2 separate regions of the Mus musculus genome follow, and region 1 is linked to region 2. A link is a contact called in public HiChIP or PLAC-seq data. All regions are on one chromosome and are shown on one strand. The core of a region is the stretch at or near the end of the contact, and the rest is flanking DNA. Distances in the headings are between cores, read along the strand shown.

The links. HiChIP or PLAC-seq counts read pairs in DNA pulled down with a chosen protein or histone mark.
Region 1: an H3K27ac HiChIP or PLAC-seq map of SST interneurons shows a contact between it and region 2, with 4 times the contacts expected there. The contact joins two enhancer-like sites. A contact is called at or near these places in 2 of 484 Hi-C or Micro-C datasets (cerebral cortex and cortical neurons) and 1 of 115 datasets of contacts at active chromatin or transcription factors (SST interneurons).

Annotation. Positions count from the first base shown.
Region 1 is chr11:43,090,775-43,095,096 of GRCm38.p6, reverse strand. It overlaps a transcript of Atp10b not described here. Among named protein-coding and RNA genes, the nearest start is that of Atp10b, 57 kb to the left of the region's middle. Within about 2 kb of position 2,781, at least 20 of the 459 cell types and tissues checked have an H3K27ac peak or open chromatin away from gene starts, as enhancers often do. A contact at or near this core is called in SST interneurons, where this site is marked.
Region 2 is chr11:42,527,442-42,531,430 of GRCm38.p6, reverse strand. Gabrb2 (gamma-aminobutyric acid (GABA) A receptor, subunit beta 2) reads right to left here. Exons shown (of 9, transcript NM_001362647.2): 5 at 1,937-2,019. Among named protein-coding and RNA genes, the nearest start is that of Gm34591, 110 kb to the right of the region's middle. Within about 2 kb of position 2,675, at least 8 of the 459 cell types and tissues checked have an H3K27ac peak or open chromatin away from gene starts, as enhancers often do. A contact at or near this core is called in SST interneurons, where this site is marked.

The DNA.
Region 1 (4,322 bases), core at 1,532-4,031, 560 kb before region 2:
CGTGTTCTGAATCATATGCTAGGTTTTTACCATATTAGAGCTTGATCGAATTTTGCAGCATCCATGCATATCTATCCTATACCTGAGGAAATGAAAATTCAAAACTGTTGAATTGCATACTGGGATCAGGAGAGTAAGTGTGTGTGTGTGTGGGTACCCTCGGATTCCAGAACAGGGCACTGGATCTCCTGGAGCTGCAGTTACAGGCAGTTGTGAACTACCTGATCTGAAAGCTGACAACAGAGCCCTGGCCCTCTGAAAGAGCAGCAAGTGTTATTAAGCACCGGGCCATCTCTCCAGCCCCAAGGGACTACAAGAGTTTCAACCTTCTACAAAAAATTCAGATCTAGGAAGCGGCTTTGAATATGTCCTATCCTTCATAGATAGACGTAACAACGCAAGAATTCTCAAACAGGGTTTATCAATGTCCTAGCATGCTCAGTGTAATACAACTAAGAGTTGTATTGGTAAAATACACAATCATTTTTTAACCAACAGTACTGAAAGATCCTGACAGAATGTAAAAGGACACAGAAGCCCTGAAATTGGCAAGATAGATGTCAGTGTTAGCAGAACTAGCTTCACTGATTTAGAAAAATAGAGGTGCACAATGCTCTGGCCACTCCTTGAACCTGTGTGTCTGCCAATGTTTTGACCGTTCCTTGACCCATGTGTGTGCCCACTGATGAAGCCCATTGCCAGGTGTTTGTGATATTGGTTGCTGGGAAAGAGTCAGAAAATCTCCCCAGCAACCTCAGCCCGGCCAATCCTGAGTTGCTACACCTGCACCAGACTCTTTCCTTGTACCCCTCCCATACCCATTTCGTGAGAATAGACATTGTTTAGATCTGGAAATCCCTCTGGAAATCCCGTACTCCCCCGCTTCTTCTTTCCCCACTGAGGGCCTATAAAAACTGGGACCTCTTTCCTCTCGAGGTCGACTCCTCTACCCCTGCGTGGGATATGAGTCATCCCCAGAGCTCTGGCTTTCCCCGAATAAAGCCTCATGTGGTTTGAACAAGCTCGGTCTATCGTGAGTTCTTGGGTGTCCGCTCTTGTCCTGAGGCCTGAGTGAGGGGCTCCTCTCGGAGTCTTTCAGTACAATATTGGACCAGCTGTCCACCTTTCTGGCCTGGTTTCTCCTATGTAAAATCTAGTGGATGATAACTGGCAGAGCACCTCTACATCACATGCTAGTGCTGATTGATGACTTAGTAGTCGCTCTTTGGCATGCTGCTCATGTGGGACTCTCAGATACCCTACACCTTGCTCATATGCCTTGAGCATGGTGGGTGGAACAGGAGCAAGTTTGCCATAGATTTGACAAACCAAGACTGAATGAGCAGTAAACATTGACAGGTTTATCATCTTTGTTTACTTGCTCAGTCACTTGCAAAATGATTTCTATTTTCGATTTATATTGGCTGCTGGAATAAATTATCACACTCATCATGAATCTTCATTTTTAAGCTATGGGGGGTGTGGGGGGGTAAATGAACTTTTTTGGCTAGACCCATGAGCAAAGAGCTTGTAGAACAAACCTTATCCTAAGCCCATAGGGGCTCTTTAATTCCAAAGTTTCTTTCATTTTTTTTCCAAATTAAAAAAAAAAATCTTCAAATCTTCCATCTCAATCTCTTTCTCAATGTGATGCTCTCCTCCCCTGTCCCCCAAATTATTCAAATGACTAAAGTACTGGAAGGATAGGTAGGGGAGGACTTGTTAATAGGCAGCCTTTCCTTTACCGTGGATGAAGAACCATTTTTGACTTTAAGATAGTGTGAAAGCAATACTCATTCATTAAAAAGTGCAATTTGAATTGTGATCTTTTCCTAAACTAGTGGTGTTAGTACTCTGCTCTCTCATGATGCTGGGCAGCAGCAGGAAGCTACAGCTCCGGGTTATTCACGTGACTACTAGAGAGAACAACAGATGCTCTGTAGAGTGGGCTGGGCTGCTCCACTGTGATTTTCAGTAGCTTAGGTGGATTGCATGCGTTTGGGGCTGCATCATACATGAGTTTATTGGGGCACATCATATGTAAAGCAGAGAGCAAACGAATTTTTGAAAATGTAAAACTCAGGTGTGTGTGTGTGTGTGTGTGTGTGTGTGTGTGTTCTGGGAAGCATGTCCAAGGCCTTGAGCATGTGACTATGTGTTCATCACTGAGCCATACTCCAGAACCTCGAGTTTTGTAGTTTGGAACATGTAAAAGCTTAAAAGCTTAAAATCAGATGGTTGAACTGCTTAAAAGCAGAACCTGCGACGTCAAGGGGATTTGAATTTTCCCTGACATGTGCAAATGCATTGATAGAGAAGCTTCTTGGGCAAACTGAGTGATCGCACTTCTGTAAAGCAGAGGCTGTGGATTTGGGATAGGAAGACAGCTGGCAGCTCTCCATAGCATATACTTTGGGATCAGATCCAGCATGCTCATGGTAAGGGGGACTGCGTGGTTGCTAGCTAGCTCGGTTGCATTTTTTTTTCAACCTGTATCTCTCAGCACCCATGGTTTGCTGTATAAATTGCATTTCTATGCAAGATCTACTGTGAACAAACATAAGCTTGAAAATCAAGCATCCAGACAAACATACAGGTTTATGTAACAGCCACTTAAATTACCGAGTGCTCCATGGGAATATGGAGAAAAAATTGATTCAAAAGTTTGGACCATTTTCTGGAGGTTCAGTCTAAGTGAAGCTGTTCAAACATCACCGAGAGGAGCATCATGCTCTCTTCTGGATATATACCATGGGTGGGTGGAACTGAGTATGCTAACTCCTAATTCCTGGCTTTGAGTTTGCCCACGTGTAAAAAGCACTCCACTGATTTTGAATACCATTCTGGAACCACCCTCAGTGTTTACACAGAAAATAGCAGGCTTGCTCCCGAGCCGGTAGGAGGGCTGAAGAAATAGCAAGTGCTCGGAATCAATTAGCTTTGATTTATAAAGCAGCATCGCTGACATGCGTGATAATTAAAATATCAGATTGGTTATTATTCTATTTACTTTGCTGCACAACACACACTAACTGGCAGGGGAAGGTGTCATCCCCACAGTGATCTGAAGATTGTTTGGAGCTCCTTACCAGAATTCAATGGGGCAGCTATATGGGAGAGAAGTGACTTTGAATACCAATGAAGTTTAATTTAAAAATTGCTTACCATTTATTCAATATCTATTGCATGGTGTATATTATACTGGTAATAATAATAATGATAACAGCTAAGATTTATTGAATTTCCATTTTTTTGCCAGCAACTGGTATTAATGTTCTGCATGTGTTAACTCACATAACAACCTGTAGAAATAGTGTTCTTTCTGACTCCATTATTAGGATGAGGAAACCTAGGCACAGAGTGTCACAAAGTAAACCGATTCAGGTTGAACTATTGTATGCCTTGCTTCACATCCTATCACCTGCATTAGTATTTTTTTATGGTACTCGGTTCTTTAAAGAGCATATGCCTTCAAACCTTTGCAATAATCCCACTTCACAGAAAATTGAAGATGCCAGAAGTTTAGCTCCTTGGTCATATTTCTGAGACACTAATCAAATGATCTTTTAGATAGGATTTTCTGCTGAAGTTTCTATTAGCAAGGTGATTCATAGATAATACAGAGAACAGCTTTTTCTATGTAGAGAAAGCTGATATCAATGAAACCTGTGAAGGTCAGCAAGATGGCTCAGCCAATCAGAGCCAAGCCTAATGACCCCAGTCCTCAGGATCCACGTGGTGGAAGGAAAAAACTAACTCCATGAGATCGTCTTGTGATCACCATGCGGGAGCCATGGCACATGCCCCTCTCCCCAGAATAAACAAATCTGCAGCTTTTGAACACCTGCTTAACTTCCATGGTAGACGATAGTTGCTAGGGAGCAAATGTTTCACTTTACTGTTGTCTTATCTGGCTCAGGGTTTCACAGTGGCTTGGTCAGGAAAGAGACTCTGAAAACTCAAACAAGCTTTCAAAGATACGTAGTTAGATAGACAAATAAAGATGTTTGAGTCAAGGGTGGGGCATAGGAACATTCTATGCAAATAAAAGATATGCTGAGATGCTGCCTTCCGACAAGTAGGCTCAGATGACCTCCGTGTTGTTCCTCAGACAAAATAATTGGCTCAACCCAGTCCATACTTATTAATGAAGATCACCCCCCCCAAAGCCATCCTCTCACTGATGCTTGATAGATAGAGAAGCACTCGTTGCCTTTGAGTTCTTTGTGGGTGTTCAGGCTGACTGTTGGATAACTGTGGTTTCCTAAACATGACAGGATGGAGCTGGCACTACTGGAAACAGGCATTGGTAGACTTGCTGT
Region 2 (3,989 bases), core at 1,426-3,925:
TGGATATTAATGAGGTTCCAGGCATCATCTATATGCTTTTTGTTTATGGGATACAATTTGAATACATTCAGCAAAATGGAAAAATAAAAAGGTTCTCATATCACATGCATTGTGAAAACATCATCACATCTCATTTTCTACAATGATGATTAGCCATCTGGATAAATCTTTAGTACCAATTCCCTTTAGAACAGACTATTTAAATGGGCATTGAGAAAAGGGATGGTTTAATCTGGTCATCCAATATCAGTGTCATTCCCAAGACATAGCAATGATCTATGACCACACCAGCAAGTTATTGTGTAAATTTAAAAATTGCTACTTTCAAGTTGTAATTTAACCCTTGAGAGCTGTCTGTTTCTGCTGGTATTCCTTCTTTAAAACAAACCAGCTTTTTTGTTTGTTTGTTTGTTTGTTTGTTTGTTTTTGTTTTAAGAGGACAACAAAGAACTTGAAGTAAGATCACTATGATTCCTCCATCCATGAATAACTATGTTGCCTTATGAGTTCAGTAAAATTTTACCTCCCAAACCATAATCATAATAAAATAAAGTGGCACCAAAAAGCAAACTTTTTTTCCAAGAAATCCTCCCACTGAGCATCTGAAACTGCCTAAAAATTTGGTCTTTGAGAAATATTGTACCACAAGTTAAGCACATGTAACAAGCAATGCCATCTCAAAGATATTTACATAAAATTAATCAGTGAAATCCTATAGGCCAGCTAAATGAACTAGTTTTATATAATGTGAAGAAGTAATTTGGAAATAACGATGAGTTAGAATATAAGCATGCAATTAGTTTCTATATAAGTGTGTGTAAATTTAATTACCCCTAGAAGCTGTCTTTTTAAAATGAGTAAAAATATGCACAAAGTTTCATAAATGCTCTGTCTGCTCAGAGCAGTGATTTAGACTCTTGCTGCTTGCCACAGTTAAAATTTTTCTCGGAGGCAGAAAATATCACACAGTCCAGCTTCTTGCTGTACTGAACACTGAGTTAAAATGGTCAACTTCTAACTATGGACTGGGATAAGATACAAAAGTGCTCCAAAGCATGGGTGGAAAAAGCAGACTCAAGCTTCTCCTTACCCTTAAATGCAGATGTCTAGGATGCAGAAAGATTACAGAATCAACATTTTAGCCCCTCCCCCCAGCATGGCAGATGACTAACTCACGATCATGAAATCCATTGTGCTAAAAAAGCAAACACATTACAAAACAGGCCAGCATCATATATAGAATCAACATTCACACCTAAAGGCATGCTTGCTCACTCTCTTTCTTTCATAGTCTCACTCTCTCTTTCACACACACACACACACACACACGTCTTGCTTCCTGTATGGCCTTTGGCCTTCTGCCAGAAGCTAAGTTTCCAATTCTGACAATCCTGCTTCAAAGCAAAAACAAGCAAACAAACTCCACAGTCCGACCTTCTTACACATGATCTTAGCCAAAAGGCTGAGAAGCAATAGTCTGACGTTCCTAATGCAGTCAGTCTTCATGGCCACATTCCACATTCACTTATCAACTATAAGGGATAGTATTCATGAGTGTCAAGGACAACTGGGCCATTTTATCACATGCTGTCACCTTCACATTCTTTCTAAGGCTTGTGTTAACCTTTGCACCAATTTCGTACCAAATCAAATGCCTGAACAGTCTGTGATTTCCTTCCAGGGTATTAGTACTGTTTTTGTTGACAAATCACACTTTTCCCTAAACATGTTCTCAAGGATTTCGAGATAGATGTAAGAAAGTGACAGCATTAAGGTGGAGAGAATGTGTCAATGTTTGCCTGGACCAAATTTCAAATACTACTCTAGCAACTTTGTCAAGATCATTGATTGGTTGATTGAAGTATGATCCTGCTTAGCATGCCTAAGGTGAGCCTCAAACATGAAGTCCAGCCAGGCTGGATCTGCCGACACTTACAGCTTTCAATCTCCAATGTACAGTTTTGTTCATCCAGTGGATACCGCCTTAGGTCCATCATGCAGGCAGCCGTAGTTGTGATTCTAGAAGAGAATTGGCAATATGAGTTGTTAGTGCTTAATGCCAAGTGCAGAAGAGAAAAAAAAAACAACAAACAAAAAATAACCCTCTTAGAGACTTAATCCTAGCCTTAGCATCCATACAAGGGAATGATCTTCTTTTGGAAAGTATTTTCCTTCACACTTCTTCTTCTGGCTCCTAAAGAGATTTGATTATGTAAGTATTCAATGGGTCACTAACAACTTCAACCAAAATTACCTAAATGTGTTTCAAATGCAATTCATTGAAGTCTCCAGAGTGCCTTTGGGGCATTCTAGTTGTATCTCAGGTGACTGGAGATGGTGACAAAATATTCTAATGACTCTCACATTTGCTTTACTCCATCATTTTGCAAAATGTTAAAGTCTAATCTTCTACCAAGATTACTTTGGATCCATAATTTTTTATGCTTAAAACCATACTGTACTTTGTAAGCATCTTCACTAATATACAGCCCACATGAGCCTTCTATCTATGCCTAATCATTTTGTCCTAAATAATCTGATGTACTCTTGGCTACTTAGAAAGAGAAGAAAGAATGGAAGTTCATATTTTTGGATTTGACAACCTACTTTTGCTCAACTGTAGGAGCTCAGAGCTCAGCTAGAAACTGAAAAATGAGACAGAGCTCTACTCTGGAGGAAATAGCCTAGACTGTACTTTCCAAACTGCACCTATATCATATGGAACTAAACCAAGAAGCCACGGAGCCTCATTCCAGGAATATACTTGGGTGAATCTGAAAAACTGGAGGTGTAGACTGGGAATATGTTATTGCTTATTCATAATGATGTTTCTTAATTTAGTTTTCTTTTCTGTAGTACAAAAATGCTTCCCAGAGCAGGTTTCTTATTGATTTCTTCCTTGTTTCGTGAGTCCTGCAGGTCGCTCTGCCTCAATTCTCTACTATCCCACTTTCTCCTATAAGTCTGTCCCCATTGGTTCCCCTACAAGACAGTGCAGAAGCTGGACCTCAGTCCTTTCCATCTGTGTCCCTGATTCCATCCTCCACACAAAACACAGAGTACATCTCATCTGTGAAAAATATAGTGGCTATTCTAAGAGAATCCAAACTGACTTTGGCTGACTCTTTCTCACATGTTTTGTTTCTCTTCTCCTTTCCCACTAGCCTCTCCTATTGTTTTCTCACAATGCCTTTCCACCCCCACCTTTGTTCTCTATGTCTATAACACACCTCCCCCCTTGTTCCCCTCCCTTCCATCACTCAAATCCTTCCCTCTCAGAGAAGCTCCTACAGAACAGCCTATCCAGAGTGACTGTCTTAACTTAGGCTCCATCTTGGCTTTCTGTTCACTGCCTTCAAGCAATTACCACAATCTGGAATTAGCTTGTTAATTGTTTTCTCAGAAGAGTCTTTTTCTTTCAATAAAATTTAAGCTGCTTATGAGCATAGACTGTTCAATTCAGGGCAAAGGCATTCAATAAATATCGGTTGAACGAGAAAAAACATTAATTTATAATGAGGCAAGCAGTTAGATTTGCTCATTATAAGACTTTGTATTTGGAAGAGTATTTTATTGCTTTAAGTCTGTTTTGACTGAAAATGGCACTGTGTCTTAGGTTAGAGATGTCCCTTTTGTAGGTTGAACAAGAAATGGAATTTAATCAATTTAAATTACATGAAGAAAATTATTTTAAGGTTATTTTTATCAATTTGACTGTTTCAGCTTTCAATGAGATTTATGTTGCATTTAAATTCTACAAATTACATTAAAATGAATATTCACATTTAATATTCTTGTAACATGGTACTTGGATGGGTTTCTTCTTGGCCTACTGTTTCCTCTTAAAATTTTGTATGGCATTATAGATTGATACACTCTGAATTTCCTCTAACCTACAGTTTACAAGAGGAAATGAAATTTAGGAAATGGTAGATGAGCCATAAGCCAGTGCTGTTCTGGAAAGTCGTTACGTGGATTCCTCTCCCTAG